Regions from separate parts of the Sus scrofa genome. Here region 1 is linked to region 2. A link is a contact called in public promoter capture Hi-C data. All regions are on one chromosome and are shown on one strand. Each heading gives the region's core, a stretch centred on a gene start, on an enhancer-like site or on the middle of the called end of the contact. The rest is flanking DNA. Distances are from core to core; before and after follow the strand shown. Region 1 has its middle 90 kb from the start of MAP3K8. Region 2 holds the start of MTPAP (mitochondrial poly(A) polymerase).

Region 1 (5,171 bases), core at 1,350-3,849, 110 kb after region 2:
GGTTAAGAACCTGACTGGTATCCATGAGGATGCAGGTTCAATCCCTGGCCTCACTCAGTGGATTAAGGATCCAGTGTTGCCGTGAGCTGTGGTATAGATCGCAGACTCGACTCGGATGTGGCATTGCTGTGGCTGTGGTGTAGGCTGGGGGCTACAGCTCCAATTAGACCCCTAGCCTGGGAACCTCCATATGCTGTAGGTGTGGCCCTAAAAAAAGAAAAGAAAAAAAAAGAAAACAACTCCACTTTCAATAGTATTGAAAAGAAATTAATATTTGCACAGAAATGTTTAACCAAGGAGGTGAAAGCCTTGTACACTAAAAAGTACAAAACCTTGCTGAGATCTCGTGTAACCTCTGGAAACTAAAGCACAAAGCATTATGAGTGAGAGAATAATGGTGAAAAAGGTTAACATTGTGCTCATATTTGCATGAAAACAGCTTTGACCTTGAGGACTCCCTACAAAGATTTTGAGGAAGCCCAAGAACCGCTAGACCACACTTTGAGAATGACAGATTAGTTTAATCCAAAATTAAACATGCATGGCAACATCAAAAATGTATAAACTATGGTAATTTTATATTTAGTTTACTGAGGAATCTCCATACTGTTTTCCATAGTGGTTGTACCAATTTACATTCCCACCAGCAGTGTAGGAAGGTTCCCTTTTCTCTACACCCTCTCCAGCATTTTTTATTTGTAGACTTTTTAATGATGTCTATTCCAACCAGCGTGAGGTGGTATCTCATTGTAGTTTTGATTTGCATTTCTCTAATACTTAGTAACCTTTTCATGTGCTTACTGGTCATCAATAGGTCTTCTTTGGAAAATCTCTATTTAGGTCTTCTGCTCATTTTTCAGTTGGGTTGTTTGTTTTTTTGTTGAGTCGTGCAACAGAAACTAAAGAAACATTGTCAATCAATTATGCTTTAATAAAAAAAGAAAAACATAAAAAAATAAATAAACCATGAATTTTGAAAATCATGTCACCTTGAGTTTATAGTCTGAAAAAAACGGACGTTTAATTTCTGATGTTCCTGGTAGAAATTTCAGACAGAGTTCTTGATGTCCTTTCCTTTTGTGAATCATGAAACCTGTGGATTTTCAGCAGAGAGGTCCCCTGGTGTGCCATCAGAGGCTTGGTGACCCATTAGGTTTTATACGGGAGAGAGTTCTATTTATGGCTCTTGGAATGTAGAATTTTGATAACATTTAAAAGTAATACCCTTTCCTCCTTAAGGGCGTAGAGGTCAATGCCTCATGCAGCATGATGGAGAACATGTGATGTTTGAATGCAGGTGCTTAACAGCTGGACAAAAATTTTTTTTTTTTTTTTGGTCTTTTTGCCATTTCTTGGGCCGCTCCCACAGCATATGGAGGTTCCCAGGCTAGGGGTTGAATCAGAGCTGTAGCCGCCGGCCTACACCAGAGCCACAGCAATACGGGATCCGAGCTGCATCTGCAACCTACACCACAGCTCACAGCAACGCCGGATCCTTAACTCACTGAGCAAGGCCAGGGATCGAACCCATAACCTCCTGGTTCCTAGCTGGATTCATTAACCACTGAGCCACGACGGGAACTCCTGAACAGCTGGACAACTTTAGGCAGTTTATTTAGCCTTCTGATCCTCAGTTTCTTCCTCAGTAACATGGAATAACGATGGATGATTCTATGTATATGTTCAAAGGCCTTCGACCATTCCTAGCGCAGGAGAATTCCCAATTCTGACTTCAGCTGGCGTTTAATGAGGCCTTTGCCATTATCACGATGTGTATCCCGGTTCTGCTAAAACACAACTTTCAACAAAAATGTTTTCTTCTGGCAGTACCTTCCATGTCTGAGAGTTCAGATGGTTAGAAAACTCAAGAAGCTTCCACTTCCCTTCATATTGGTTCCTGCCCTTGAAATGGTGGAATAAGTCTTCTGTCCTGCCCACGCCTTCCCTTCTCCAGATTAAACATGGTCACAGTGTTCCAAGCCTTCTTTTTCCTTTGAATACAAAGAAGATCCAGTTCTGCATGTCACAGGACCGGTTTGGGCCCAAACCACAGGCGGGATATACTTTTCCTTTCCATTCTCAGCTTCTGGGGTGTTTGCGGGGTGGGTTTACCCTACATGCCATCCTTGGGTTACACTACAGCCATTTAAATGGAGTGTGGAGTTCCCCTTGTGGCGTAGCGGAAAAACGAATTTGACTAGTATCCAAGAGGGGCAAATTCGATCCCTGGCTTCTGTCTGGCATTACTGTGAGCTGTGGTTGCAGATATAGCTCAGATCCTGTGTTGCTGTGGCTGTGCCGTAGGCTGGCAGCTGCAGCTCTGATTCAACCCCTACCCTGGGAACTTCCAGAAGCCGCAGGTGCCATCCTAAAAAAGCCAGAAAAAAGTTCTTGTTTGCTTGCTACTTAACCACCCATGATATCAGTCACGGAAGGTACCCGTTGCCTGCTGAGCAAATAGCCTGGGACAGAAAGCAATGCTCTGTCTACTCTGGGCAGTGTGACATTTCTCCATCTCTCCCGTGTCACACTGGCCACTGTGACCTTGACTTCTAGGTGCAGCCTGATGGGTGAAATAGAACTGTGTTTGCTTCAGAAGAGCCTGTGTCATCAGAAGCCGGTGAGTCACTGCCTGCAAAGCTAACATCCGTGTTCATGTCGTGTGGCTTTGGGACGAGTCGTGGCCTTTTCCCCAGATTGTGGTCAAAATGCTGACACTTTCCCCGGTGCTATCTTTTCACAATCTCCAGGCTCTTTCGTGTCCGAGAGGTCAGAACGTGGAGAGTTATTACTCATCCCCTGGGCATTCTCAGTTCTGAACCAAAAAAGCTACGGGAACTTCCAGTTTCGAGCTCTTAGCATTTTGAAACTGCAAACTAAAGAGAACACATGGTCAGTTTCAGGTGCAACATCTTTTCCAACATTAAAAAAAAAAAAAAAAACAACAAAAAAACAACTCAGGAGTTTCACTGGTGATGCTGTTGCCTTTTTGCTCTTCCAGCTGGAACTCAGAATGAAATGCTCCTGGAACTGCATTTTCTGACTCCTTGGTTGGAAAGGGGGTCTTTCATGGACTCTTTGGGAAAATACATTACATCCTTGAGCTCCTGGTTGCAATAGTTTACAAGGCTTCATGAGAGTGTGCCCTCCGCTGAATTTGTTGCCAGCTCTGCTGGGCAGGCAGAGCGGAGCAGGGTGTCCCAGCCTCTAGCCTGGAGAATCGAATTGACCACAAGTTTAATGATTTTGGCTGGAACAAGCCTGCTTTTACCAGCATGGATGTTTGGAAAACTCACCAGCCTCCTCTCCATTTCTTCTGTGGAAAGGCATCCTAACAGCCTCTTCCTGCTTGTGGAAGTGAGGCCACCCACCTGGAATTCCTCCCCACTCCCACCCCAGCAGCACCTAAGGCATATGGAAATTCCCAGGCTAGGGATCCAATCGGAGCTGCAGCCGCTAGCCTATGCCAGAGCCACGGCACCACCTGGAACACTCTTCTTCCATCCAGACTGTAGCTGGAGGAGCAGCGAGGCTCAGTGTGGTCAGATGTCTAGGAAGACAGACACACCTGGTCCTCTGGACCAGGAACCCATGTGAGAGGTTCACTGGCTTTTAATGGTTGGGAGCTTGGGGGTCCTACAGGGATGCTGGCAGCTGGACACCCTGCCTGAGAAGCTCAACTCAGATTCCTCTGGTCATCAACTTGGAACAAGCCTCTGTAGTGAGCAACGGGGCACCTCACCATAGTATCAGCCTGGGGAACTGGCCCGATGATGGAGGAATCTCACCATTGTAGGTATCCAGGTCGGAGGCTGGGGTCTCCTGCCTGGAGTGAGGAACTGTCCCTGGAAAGCATGGAAGCATTCCTACTGCTTTCATTCAAAATCAATATTTTATTTAAAATATATGCATTTGTTTCTCTTACTACAAAAGTAATGCTAGATTCAACATCCTGTGGCAAACTGCAACAGAAAAGAATATGAAAAAGAATATATGTATACACACATATATATATTGAAAAAGAATATATATACACATATATAGACACACACATATACAGACACATATATACACATATACACGATATATATATATATATATATCTGAATCACTTTGTTGTACAGCAGAAATTAACACAACATTGTGGAGTTTCCATTGTGGCTCAGTGGGTTAAGGACTACTCATTGTCTCTGTGAGGATTTGGGTTCGATCCCTGGCCTTGCTCAGTGGATTAAGGATCTGGTGTTGCCATAAGCTGCAGTGTAGGTTATAGATACAGTCCGGATCTGGCATTGCTGTGGCTGTGGTGCAGGCCTGCAGCTTCAGCTCTGATTCACTCCCTGCACTGGGAACCTCCATATGCCTCAGGTGCAGCCCTAAAAAGAAAAACAAAACCCCCCGTAACATTGTAAATCAACTCTACTTCAATGAAAATCTAACAAAATAATACCCAGTTATGCTAGAGCTTTTTTGTGAAGTACTGGAAAGTAAAAAGAAGGCAAATGTCACCCCAGTTCAGGCAGAACCACCACTACTAATTTGATAGACTTTTCTAGATATATCTAGAGCTAGATCTAGATTAATTATTTCCTTCATCAGAAAATCTTCATAGAGTATGGAATAGTGAGAGAAGCCTAGTGCTTGCTGTCAAGATGCTAAGGGGCTAATGGGGGAATCAGGTAGTAATTTTGTGGACCAACAAATGCCTAATTACAGCCAAGCTCCGTGAAATGGTGCTTTAACAGAAACTAATAGCAGGTGTTATGACAAGAAATCATTTCCTGAATGACAGGTCAGGGCAGATGTCACTGAGGAAGGACCAGTAGCCAGGAACCGGGAAGGATTTGCATAGGAGGAGCCAGCAGCCTCCAGGAAGGGTTCCCAAGACATGAAGACCTTGGTGGGTTCTGGAAGCTGAAAGAAGGTCAGCATGGCTGAAATTCTTAGGATTGGAAAGGGACAGAAAATGGAGTTGGGGTGATGAGCAGACACTGGACAACTTGCGGCTTTGCAGGGTAAGGGTCTAGATTTTCAAATGATAACGTCTGTTAAAATTTGGGAGTTCCCACTGTGGCTCAGCAGATTAAGAACCTGGCTTGTGGTCTGTGAGGATGCAGGTTTGATCCCTGGCCTCGCTCAGAGGGTTAAGGATTCATCCTTGGCATAAGCTG
Region 2 (5,798 bases), core at 2,230-4,729:
ACAGAGTCTCGAAGGAGGGGACAAAATGTCCTGAGTTTGTTATCTTACAAAAGGCTTGTTAAATGTACAGACCACACAAAATTGGGAGGAAAAACTAGTAAGTGCTAATATTTGAAGACAGACTCAAATTTGCGATGGTCTTAATGACATAATCTGGTAAGCATAAACACAAAAAATAAATATTGTTCTATATTTAGAATTTAAAACAACATGAAGACACAAGCACATAATGGGGGAAAAATTCAGTTAGCAGTAGTTGTTGCGTATAAAAGAGGCCCAAAAGTTTGATTTGATGGAAGCTCAAAATGCATCAAGGAATGTCTTAGCTTCTCAGGGGAGAAGGAGGGAGGATGGATACAGATATGAAATCCAAACTCAAGGGGTACTAGTATTTCTTTAGTGTTTACTGGTCAGGCCGCACATGGAGTACATGCCCTGTTCTGGGCATAATGGATACGAAGGATGCTAGTGAACCAGGGAGCGTCAGATAGGAGTAATAACAGGTCTAGAAACAGACAGAAAAAGTGGAGACTTACAACCTGGTTAAAAACTAATGAGAACCTGGGAGCTGTCCTTCCACTGGTGCAGCACTTTGCAGTTTTCACAAAAACATTCTCTTCCAAATCTCACAATAGCCTTTTGAGATACCGTAGGTGTCATTACTGGTGAAAAAGCTGCACAAAGTCAACGTCTAACAAACTGGGTAGCCTCCTGTAGAGCCTGGCAGCTGTTTGGTTGCCTGGCATCTGTTTCCCCTAGTTCTGGTACCAGCACAACCCTGCTTGCAGGGTGTGGTGGGACTGCCATCACGTGTGCCCCCAATAGACCAGCCAGGACTATCCAATCATTTTAAACAGTTCCTCTTGGTCCAGAAGGTGGGGTTGTGATGATGACAAGTTCTTTCTCAGAATTTTTCAAGTTCAGGCAAAAGATTATTTCTTCTTCCCTTTGCAGAAAGCTGCAAGCTGTGAACACAGAACTGCTAATGGCATCCAACCCCCCACCTCTCTCTTAAAGCCCCACAGAAGAAAAATCTGAGATAAGGAGGCCACCAAACAATAGCTGAGGAGCTGAGGAAACAATAACTCACTCTGACCACATCCATCCAGACCCTAAAGTAGCCACGTCTCCTTCTCGGGTACGGTGACATGGTTGGTATATCCTCCCTTTCTACTTAAGCTAGTACGAGTTACTGTCACCTGCACCCAAAAAGTCCTGAACAATACACTACCTATTCTTGTCCTTACATCAGGGTTCTTTCTACTACTCACATGAAAATTATGTCAAAACTAAGACCAACAAGGAAATAGGAAATTAGTAGATTATATAACTATTTTTCAGCCATTAAGAGCCTGACCAAAAATGGAAGTGGGCTTATTTATAAAACAGTGTGTTTCTTTTCTTTCTCTCCCCCCCACCCCGGTCATTTTTGGAGTTCCCAGGATTAGATCGGAGCCACAGTGGAGACTAAGCCACAGCTGCAGCAGCACCAGATCCCTAACCCACTTCCCAGTGGCTCCCAAGATGCTGCCAATCCCATTGCGCCACAGCAGGAACCGCAAGTGTGTTTGTTTTCTTTTTATTTTATTTTATTTTATTTTATTTTATTTTATTTTATTTTATTTTATGGCCACACCCCCAGCATAGGGAAGTTCCTGGGCCAGGGACTGAATCCAAGCCACAGCTGCAACCTCCACCACAGCTCTGACAATGCCAGATCCTTTAACCCACTAGGCCTGACCAGGGATCAAACCTGAACCTCTGCAGTGACCCGAGCCACTGCTGTCAGATTCTTAACCCACTGGGCCACAGCGGGAATTCCAATAGTGTGTCTCTTGTTACCAGAAAATGTAACTACCAAAGTTGTGGCAATGAGTTCTCACACTGAGTAAAAAACTGAATTGGATATTTTTCAGTTTCCTTCTAATTACAAAACTATATACTTCTAAGTGAATTATAAGGTGTAGGTAGCTTCTCTTTAAAAATGAAAAAGACATTCAAATGAGGATTGTTACTAGTTATGCCTCATGAGTCCCTAAATATTTTAGAGGGTTATGTTATCCGAATGATACAAAATGAGGCACATTTCCTAAGAAAAACAACAAAGCTTTACTAAGTGAAGCCTTGGAATCAGAGGTTTTATTCTTACCTTTGCTATTGAATAGCTGAGTAAATATAAACAAGCCACCTGGGTTAGTCTGTTTCCACAATTATAAAACGGAGTAATAATTACTCTTTCCAAGCCTAGTTCAGAGGTTTCAATATCTCAAAAACCATACAAAAAACTCAAACGTAAACCATGTTAAAATGCAATAGCTTCTTTGGCAGAAGTTTTGCTCCAATTTCCAGTCACTTAAGAATTTTTAACAGAAGCAGCGTCTACTAAATACAACACAATCGGCATTTCAATGAACTGTCGTTTTAACTAATATTTCTCACTCTGTCAATATGAGTCTTTCAGACAGACCGATGAGGACAGCAATCTTATCATTTATTTTAGGGGAAATACTGTACTTGTTTAGTCTACCTTAGAACTGTCCCCAGAAATTATTTTGTTTCTTAAAACTATAGCTCCAGGAAATGGTAAACATCAACACATTTTGTTTAACAAAGGATTCTAAATTAACTTGGCTGCAAGTCACTTAGCTCTCTGCGCCTCTTTCCACATCACTAAAATGGAGACAGGGATGCATTTCTTGCTAGATTTGTTCAAGAATTGTAAAGAACATATACGCAGCTCCGGGGTCACAAGAGAGGTTCAAGCATGGTGGACTTAATACACTTGCATATAAATTTAGAACGCCTGAGGGACAACAACCTGTTCCAGTGGATTCAAACCTGGTACCAAGCTGATTTTGCTCAAAATGGCCAGAAACATAAAGCAACCGACAGTAATTTCAGAGGCAGAACCCTCCACTGGATGACCGGGAATCCCCGTTATTAATCAACGGCTTCACCACGCTCAGCCTCCATCAGCACCTTGTAAGCATCAAAACCAGTTACATTTGGGAGTAAGGAAGCGACTGACTGAGCCGAGGCATCACTTTCATTACCCGCAACGTTACTTTGCCAAATTGTCAAACACTAGCAAACCGTGCTGCCGGCACGCACTTCACAGGTTCCAATAACGTCATCACTGTGCACAAGAGTCTCCGGAAAAGAACCGTCACACACCCACCCCGCCGCCAGTCCGAGCCACGGCGGCGGCCCTCGGTTCCCCGAGGGAGGTCTGCCGAGGACGGGACGCGGCCTCCCCCAACCCCAAAGGGTCCACGGCCGCTTCCCCTTCCCTCTCCCACCGCGACTACAGACCCGGCGCCTTTACCTGTCTCCGCGCTCCCCGAGAACTGCTCTTCTCTCCTGAGGTCTGCGGCCACCGTTCCCGGACAACTGAGAAGCCTACGGAGAGCACGCTGGACTTGATTTCTCTGAGCACCGAGGGACAACCGGGTCAACAGTCCCACGCCGCGGGCCGCCATTGTCAGAGCGGCGGAGACTCCGAGCCAGGAGGTCGCCGGGCGTCTGCGCATGTGCGCCGAGGCCCAGAGGATGGGAAGCCTAGAGGGTCAAAGTAGGAGAAAAACGTTCACGTGTAAAAGAAATTGAGACGCGGTTTGAATGGGGATGGCTGAGGTTTTCAACACGTTTTATTTCCGCTCTCCGGGTTCTCCAAAAGAAGACCCCCAGAGAACGAGCACACCACCTACTCTTTCACATAGCCGTGAAAACAGAACCAGAGAGCAAGGGCAGGAGGAAAGAGCACTGACTTGGGAACCTAAGAATATAATAAACCATAACACTGTTTCTTTTTGTCTTTTTTCTTTTTTTTAAAATTATATTGAAGTATAGTTGATTTACAATGTTGTGTTAATTTCTACTGTACAGCAAAGTGATTGGGTTATACATATACACATATACATTCTTTTTCAGATTCTTTTCCCGTATTGGTTATCACAGAATATTGAGTAGAGATTTCTGCGCTCTACAGCAGGTGGCGTTGACCATCCATTCGCTGTATAACTGAATAACACTTTTTCTTGACCAAACACTGTTCTATGTGCTTTACAGGTGTTGACTCTTTTAATCCTTGCAACAGCCCTGTGAGGTAGGACTCTTATTATCTCCATTTACTTATGGGTAGGCTAAGGCACAGAGGGGTTAAGTGACATTTCTAAAGTTGTACAGCTAGGCAGGGACAGAGATGGGAGTTAAACCCAGGTTTCCTGGTACAAGATTTCTTTCTTTCTTCCTTTCTTTCTCTCTTCTTTCATCCCTCCCTCCCTCTCTTTCTCTTCCTTCGTTCCTCTATTTCTTTCTTGCTTTCTTTCTCTTCCTCCCTTCCTTCTTTTCTTCCCTTTCTTTTTTTGGAACAATTTTATTGAGATTTAATTCATATATTCATATTACACAATTTGCCCCTTTAGGTGTGCTATTCAAGATTTTTAGTATATTCACAAAGATGTGCAATAACCACAATCATTTTAAAGCATTTTCATCACCTCCAAATGAAACCTGTGCCCATTAGCTACCACCTCTCATCGCCACCCTCCCCCCCAGCCCTAAATAACCACTTACCTACTATGCATCTCTATAGAATTGCCTCTCTGGACATTTCATATAAATGGAATCATACAATATGGTGTAATGGCATGTCTTGTTACCTCATTCCTTTCTATAGCAAAGTAATATTCCATTGTATGAATATGCCACATGTGGCTGGTTATCCATTCCTCAGTTAATGGGCATTTGGGTTGTTTCCACCTTTTTGTTATGATAAATAATGCTGCTATGAATGTTCATGTACAAGCTTTTGTGTGGACGTATGTTTTCATTTCTCTTGGGTACACCCAGGAGTGGAATTGCTGGATCACAGTATAGCTCTATGTTTAACTTTTTGAGTAACCACATGCAGCTGCATCATTTTCATTCTTACCACGGTGTATGTGTTTTCTAGTTTCTGCACATTCTTATCAACATTAGCTATTTTCCATAGCTCTTTTTTCCATAGCTCTAATTTCTGCACATTCTTATCAATGAAGCTATTTTCCATAGCTTTTTTTTTTTTTCCTGTGATCATGGGTCATTTGTGTATTTTCTTTGGAGAAATATCTAATCAGATCCTTTGCCCATTTTTAAATTAGATTGTTTGTCTTTTTTCTATTGTTTTATGAGTTCTTTATATATTCTGGATATAAGTCCCTTGTCAGATATATGATTTGCAAATATTTTATCCCATTCCATGTGTCGAATTTCACTTCTTTGATGGTACCTTTGAAACATAAAAGGGAATTTTGATGAAATCCAATTTCTCTGTTTTTTCCTTTGTTGGCTGTGCTTTTAGGGTCGAATCTAGAAAGCATGGCCTAACCCAAGGTTGTGTAGACTTACCCTTATGTTACTTCTAAGATTTTATATTTTTAGCTCTTTCATTTAGGTCTTTGGTCCATTTTAGGTTAATTTTTTATTTAGTGCTAGGTAGGCATCCAGCTTGATTTTTTTGGATATGGATATCCAATTATCCAAGCACTTTTTTTTTTTTTTTTTTTTTTTTTTTTTGCTTCTTAGGGCTGTGGGTGCAGCATATGGAAGTTCCCGGGCTAGGGGTCAAATCAGAGCTGCAGCTGCCAGCCTACACCATAACCACAGCAATGCCAGATCCAAGCCATGTCTTTGACCTACACCACAGCTCACAGCAATGCTGGACACTTAGCTCACTGAGCGAGGCCAGGGATCGAACCTGCATCCTCATGAATACTAGTCAGGGTTCCAAACCTGCTGAGCCACAATGGAAACTCTGA

What was found. Promoter capture Hi-C pulls out the DNA fragments that hold promoters and counts their contacts.
Region 1: a contact with region 2 is called in a promoter capture Hi-C map of liver, with 7 times the contacts expected there. The contact joins the enhancer-like site here to the promoter of MTPAP in region 2. A contact is called at or near these places in 2 of 5 promoter capture datasets (liver and skeletal muscle), 7 of 47 Hi-C or Micro-C datasets (alveolar macrophages, blood, embryonic fibroblasts and 3 more) and 2 of 2 datasets of contacts at active chromatin or transcription factors (alveolar macrophages and skeletal muscle).

The regions. Positions count from the first base shown.
Region 1 is chr10:40,654,004-40,659,174 of Sscrofa11.1, reverse strand. No RefSeq gene overlaps it. Among named protein-coding and RNA genes, the nearest start is that of MAP3K8, 90 kb to the left of the region's middle. Within about 2 kb of position 2,599, at least 26 of the 83 cell types and tissues checked have an H3K27ac peak or open chromatin away from gene starts, as enhancers often do. A contact at or near this core is called in alveolar macrophages, liver, retroperitoneal adipose tissue and 1 more, where this site is marked.
Region 2 is chr10:40,762,098-40,767,895 of Sscrofa11.1, reverse strand. It overlaps MTPAP (mitochondrial poly(A) polymerase), which reads right to left and starts at 3,479. Exons shown (of 11, transcript NM_001317082.1): 1 at 3,326-3,479. The coding sequence starts at 3,479.